Regions from separate parts of the Mus musculus genome. Here region 2 is linked to region 1. The links are chromatin contacts, called in public HiChIP or PLAC-seq maps. All regions are on one chromosome and are shown on one strand. The core of a region is the stretch at or near the end of the contact, and the rest is flanking DNA. Distances in the headings are between cores, read along the strand shown.

The links. HiChIP or PLAC-seq counts read pairs in DNA pulled down with a chosen protein or histone mark.
Region 2: a FOXA1 HiChIP or PLAC-seq map of pancreatic cancer cells shows a contact between it and region 1. The contact joins the promoter of Krtap4-8 here to the enhancer-like site in region 1. A contact is called at or near these places in 19 of 39 promoter capture datasets (the 3T3-L1 cell line, the C10 cell line, the HPC-7 cell line and 9 more), 2 of 15 datasets of contacts at CTCF or cohesin (both in the NIH/3T3 cell line), 3 of 484 Hi-C or Micro-C datasets (adipose-derived mesenchymal stem cells and cortical neurons), 2 of 115 datasets of contacts at active chromatin or transcription factors (embryonic stem cells and pancreatic cancer cells) and 1 of 9 other capture datasets (macrophages).

What each region holds. Positions count from the first base shown.
Region 1 is chr11:99,471,138-99,474,022 of GRCm38.p6, forward strand. No RefSeq gene overlaps it. Among named protein-coding and RNA genes, the nearest start is that of Krt23, 21 kb to the right of the region's middle. Within about 2 kb of position 1,469, at least 45 of the 459 cell types and tissues checked have an H3K27ac peak or open chromatin away from gene starts, as enhancers often do. A contact at or near this core is called in the NIH/3T3 cell line, the SN4741 cell line, adipose-derived mesenchymal stem cells and 2 more, where this site is marked.
Region 2 is chr11:99,779,180-99,782,064 of GRCm38.p6, forward strand. It overlaps Krtap4-8 (keratin associated protein 4-8), which reads right to left and starts at 1,464. Exons shown (of 1, transcript NM_001085547.2): 1 at 835-1,464. The coding sequence starts at 1,464. The coding sequence ends at 835.

The DNA of each region.
Region 1 (2,885 bases), core at 219-2,718:
TCTGTCATTATTACTTCCTTCTGTTCATCTTCCCTGATCCTTGGGGTTCGGTATGTGGCAGAGAGGATTCTAGAAACTAGGAGTGGTGTGTGGTCTAACTTGGCACACATCTGAGGTGTGACACCCTCTAGGTTTGACATTTGCCAATTCTCAGGGAGGAAGTCAGTTTCCCTAGTAAGAATGGATGCAATTTTAGGGGCTGTTAATTTCAGGTTAAGAGATCGTGTCTGTAGACAGCATTGCATGAATGCTTCAAGTTTTGGGTAGTGAGACGGTTATAATATCCTGTCACTCTTTGGTCCTGATTATCCGACTCACACATACAGTGCTGGTACGATGTCAATAAGATCAGGTCTGATCACCACTGGAATATGGGAGTCCAGCTGCCTTCAAATCTGAAAACTCAGATTTCCCATCCTGGCTTCACATTTCAGATAAAAAAAAAAACACATTTAGCAAATGTCCATTAAACTGCATGATGCATGTTTAGTTTTTTTTTTCACAACTCTTTGGAAATCGTTTGTGACTCTTGTGGCATAAAGCAGAAGCACATTGGGCACAAATTCAGGAGCCACCATTTTATGACTAAGGGATCCCAGGCACGTCAACGTGCTCCATCTGAGCCTCGGTTTCATAGATTGCAAAGTGCAGACAATGAAGTCGTGCATGGCTATGGCCGTGTTACACGAAGTCAATGTGTAACATAGATGAAGGGCTCACAGGCTTTTAAAGGTACACATATGTGCATATGCACACCCACAATCATCTGGGTCTGGGCACATGCGTACAAGCAGGTGTGCTTGTGTGTTTGGTTATGCACACGTGTGTGGACACTGGAGAGCAACGGAAGACATCCTCAGGAACACCGTACACAGCTTTTGAGGTGGGATCTCTCACTGGCCTAGAGCTCACGAATGAGGCTTAGTTTAGCTAGACTCAGAGGCCCTGGAATCCTACACTCTCTTCTTCCCCACAAGCATGTGCTACCGCACTTGGAATTTTTATGAGTGCTGGACTCAGGCTCTTGTGCTTGCAAGGCAAGTGCTTTACCAAATGAGTCACCCTCCCAGCCATGGTTAGTTATTAATATTTTTCTAGTATGTATATATTTTTATGTCATGTGTATGAGTGTTGGGTTGTGTTGTATACATGTATCTTGAAACTAGCATAGACCGGTAGTCTTCTTGAAATGATTCATAATTTCATTAGATGAATTCTCATTTAAAATTCAGAGGGAGATTTTTGGTGAGTGCTGGGATGATTAAACTGATGTAGACACACAGAGCCATGCACAGAGATGGTAGAGAAAACTCAACTGAGTTAAACCAGCCCATTACCTTACAGCAGGGGCATGTTCTTTTCCTTTTTAAATGATCTCAACGGAAAGTTCTGGAAATGTTCTAATCCTCCTTAAAAAGATGTGACAGGCAGTGGTGATGAGATAGTAAGTGAGAAGGGATGAGTCACATCCAGGAATGAACTCAGACACGTTGTCGAGTCAGGAAATCAGCATGCCCAGGAAACACGAACACTCCAGGGCATATGCTAACCCCCCCCCCCAATCTTTTTTTTTTTTTTTTTTTTTTTTTTTTTCAAGGTTCAATTTTTTTTTTCCATTTTTTATTAGGTATTTAGCTCATTTACATTTCCAATGCTATACCAAAAGTCCCCCTTACCCACCCACCCCCACTCCCCTACCCACCCACTCCCCCCCTTTGGCCCTGGCGTTCCCCTGTACCGGGGCACACAAAGTCAGCGTGTCCATTGGGCCTCTCTTTCCAGTGATGGCCGACTAGGCCATCTTTTGATACATATGCAGCTAGAGTCAAGAGCTCAGGGGTACTGGTTAGTTCATAATGTTGTTCCACCTATAGGGTTGAAGATCCCTTTAGCTCCTTGGGTACTTTCTCTAGCTCCTCCATTGGGAGCCCTGTGATCCATCCATTAGCTGACTGTGAGCATCCACTTCTGTGTTTGCTAGGCCCCGGCATAGTCTCACAAGAGACAGCTACATCTGGGTCCTTTCGATAAAATCTTGCTAGTATATGCAATGGTGTCAGCGTTTGGATGCTGATTATGGGGTGGATCCCTGGATATGGCAGTCTCTACATGGTCCATCCTTTCATCTCAGCTCCAAACTTTGTTTCTGTAACTCCTTCCATGGGTGTTTTGTTCCCACTTCTAAAAGCATTTATTGATTAAAGATCGTAAGAGTCTAGCCCAGAATGAAGGAGTTTTTAATCCCAAGGTATTAACAACTGATTAATGTAACTGGGAGTCATTGAGGGTCACGATCATCTCATCCTTGAATGGTATTACCCTCCAGGTGGAGGCTGCCTGTGTTGAAATGGATCGCCCTGCGATGAAACTCCATCTGTGTGACACTGAGAGCGATGAATATTTATAGGGAAATTATTAACGTCTGTGGAATGAGGAAGGCAAACAGTCGGAAGCAATTGAAACTCAAAGATAAGAATCCACTTGGACATCCCAGCATGCTCTGGGAGGAGCAGGCGTTCTCTCTCCTGTTCAGGCTAGAGTCAACCACTGCTTGTCCCCTCATGGGACAGGGCAGAGAGGGCAGCTATGAAAACACAGGGGAAGTGGCTTTATTCTCTATGGTCTTTGAGGAGGGCAGACCTCAGCTTCTGAGGAGGGCAAACCTTAGCTTCTTTCTCTTTGATGCTTCACCTGTCTCTGTTGAACCAAGACTTCTGGAAAGTTCCATTTGAGTGTTAACAAAAGGTTCCTCTGAGTCTCAATGGGATAAAAATGTACTTTTTAGCTATGGTAAAATAAATCAGCTACTGTCATCGGGCAAATACTATTTTTGTATTTAAGACACTCCGATTTTCTCGTCTGCTTTAGTTATTTCTATATAAGAA
Region 2 (2,885 bases), core at 214-2,713, 310 kb after region 1:
CAATAAATAATAGGCAGTATGTTCAGGAGATTTACAGTTCAGTGAAGCAAAAATCAAGACATGATCCTGAGCCCATAGAACTCTCTGTAGTACATTAGAGCTCTGTGAGAGGGAAGGGACACTGGGGTTGGGAACACAGGTGTTAGGCTGCTTGTCCTTGGGGACATAAGTCAGCAGGACAGGTGTGAGCAGAACACCTCCAGTAGCAGCTGGGTTTCATGCCACCGAAGACCCAGGGAAAGCTGTGGGATGCATGGTCACTCGACTGAGTGAGTAAGGGCTTGTGCTCACCCTACCCCCTCACTATGAGAACTCTTCAATCTCCTACCTACTGCTGCCTCTTCAACCAGAGAAAGTTCTCAGCACAGAGGACCATGCATTTGTTCTATGAAAGCATCTATCTGTATAGGAGGAGCTGTGCCATGGGGGCAGTGTTGGCACACCTGTCTTTGTACTTAAAAAATCAGCTTCAGAACTTGATAGATGAGGAAAATAATCTAAGAGGACAAATAAAGAGACAAGATATATATTTGTGTGCCTACAAAATTCAGATTTATTTAATATATAAGAGAATGTCCATTTTTAGGAATATGGTAAAGAACAAATTTGTCTATGGGGATAAGGCCAAACTTTACAGATTTAGGAGAAAATGTAAACTTGTGATTATTTTAGAGACAGTTGATAAACATGCAGGAATAGGGACAATATATTTGGGACCCAAAATCATTATCAGTTGGAATAGAGCCTTTGACTGGCATCTTGGGTTCAGCTCACAAATGGTCTACAATAGGAATGGTGGGGTGATGAAGAACAGGAGACTGTGGGTGATGGTTCTCAGCAGCAAGAGCCACTAGAGCATGCTGGGCGGCAGCAGGTGGTCTGGCAACAGGTGGGGCGGCAGCAGCTGGAGATGCAGCACTGGGGTCTGCAGCAGCTGGACACACAACAGCTGGGGCGGCAGCAAGAAGGCCTGCAGCAGCTAGAAATGCAACAGGTGGGGCGGCAGCAGCTGGATCCACAACAGCTAGAACTACCACAGCAGGGACGACAGCAGGGGCGACAGCAGCTGGAGATGCAGCAAGAGGGCCTGCAGCAGCTGGACACACAGCAGCTGGGGCGGCAGCAGGAAGGTCTGCAGCAGCTGGAAATGCAGCAGCTGGGGCGGCAGCAGGTGGGCTGGCAGCACACAGACTGGCAGCACTGAGGCCTGCAGCAGCTGGACACACAGCAGCTAGGGCGGCAGCAGGAAGGCCTGCAGCAGCTAGAAATGCAACAGCTGGGGCGACAGCAGGTGGGCTGGCAGCACACAGACTGGCAGCACTGGGGTCTGCAGCAGCTGGACACACAGCAGCTGGGGCGGCAGCAGGTGGTCCTACAGCAGGTGGTCTGGCAGCAGCTGGGCTGGCAGCAGCCTTGGCCACAGCCCTCCTCAGAGCAGACAGAGCCACAACAGGAGCTGACCATGGTGTTAGAGGTGGAGGTTCTTGGTAGGTTTACAACAAGGTGGGTTGGAAGGTTTGGAAGTGGGAGTCTCCCTGCCCATGTCCCCTTTTATACCCTGCTGAGTGGTTGCTGTCCTCACATGCAGCATTCTTTGCTTGTTATTGTTTGTGTTAATAAACAGTTGACTCCCAAATTAGGGGATTTTTTTCCTAACTAAATTATGAAGGTAATTGGGGAGCCCAGTTTCTTTTCCTGGTGGTAAGAGTCATCATCAGCTCTCGCTGAACCATCTTCGAAGTGTCTTTCTTGCTTTAGTTTCTTCCAAACAATTGTCCCATGACATCATATTTCTAGTTACTCTATGATTCAGCCTCATATTAGACAGCTCTACTGTCTATCCTTAGATAACCATTGGGACTACAGGTCCATAATTGTTTCTGCTGACCCAGAAGAATAAAACTTTATCATACTGATGGCTCATCCATAATGGGTCAGACGGGAACAGAACGTTTGACCACAGAAATGCCAGTGGTCTGAGAATAGGGAGCCTGTTAAGCCATATCTCCTACCCCATGTGGACTAAGGTTTACGTTATAGATTATTGTTCAATGAGAAACACAGAACAATTTTAGGTAGAAAACTAAATGATGAAATTTTGATTTTTTTTTTCAGAGAGAAAACTGTAACACTCAATTTCAGCATGTCTTAGGAGACATGGACTATAGCACAACTCAGCCTCAAAACCACACACCTTATTTCTGCCATGTGGGATTCCCCCCCACCTCTGTCTCGCTAGCCTAGTTGTCTTACTTTGATAGCAACTCCAGATCCAAGCTCTTTCTTTTCTAAGTTGTAGCTTCAGTTAGATGATCAATTTAGTGCCTCGTGCTCTGTTTGGCTCTGGATCTCCTGTGTCACCTGTCTCTACTCAAGTAAGTAAACTTGACTTCATCCTTCATCCTATGAAAAAATGGAAAAAGAATGAGTAATTTTTAAAAGGAAACTTCTATATGAAAGGCTATCGGCTATTATTTATTTATAGTCAGGATACATTAATGACTTAAAGAGTGCAAAAGATCCCACCCAAGTGTCCAGGTGATTAGGCCTTCTAAAAATGAGGAATGTTACCAGTACATTATTCATGGTCTGTTGGTATAAAAACAGGCAGAGACTTGCTGTAGCTATGTGGTGACATCATTAAAAGTCTTAATTAAGACCATTTAATGACCAAGCATATTTCGTAAATTTTTACCACACTTGCTTAGCAAACATTTGTTCTCTTTGTGTTTTCTTTGGCTTGTAGTTGTAAAGTAGGTAGTATGTATAAACAATGATACATATAGGAGTGTTGTTGTTGTTGTTTTGATTCATTGTTTTAAGAGGGACCACAAATGTAATAAAGGTATTGGATGAAGACTGTGTTAATTGGTTAAAAAGAAAGT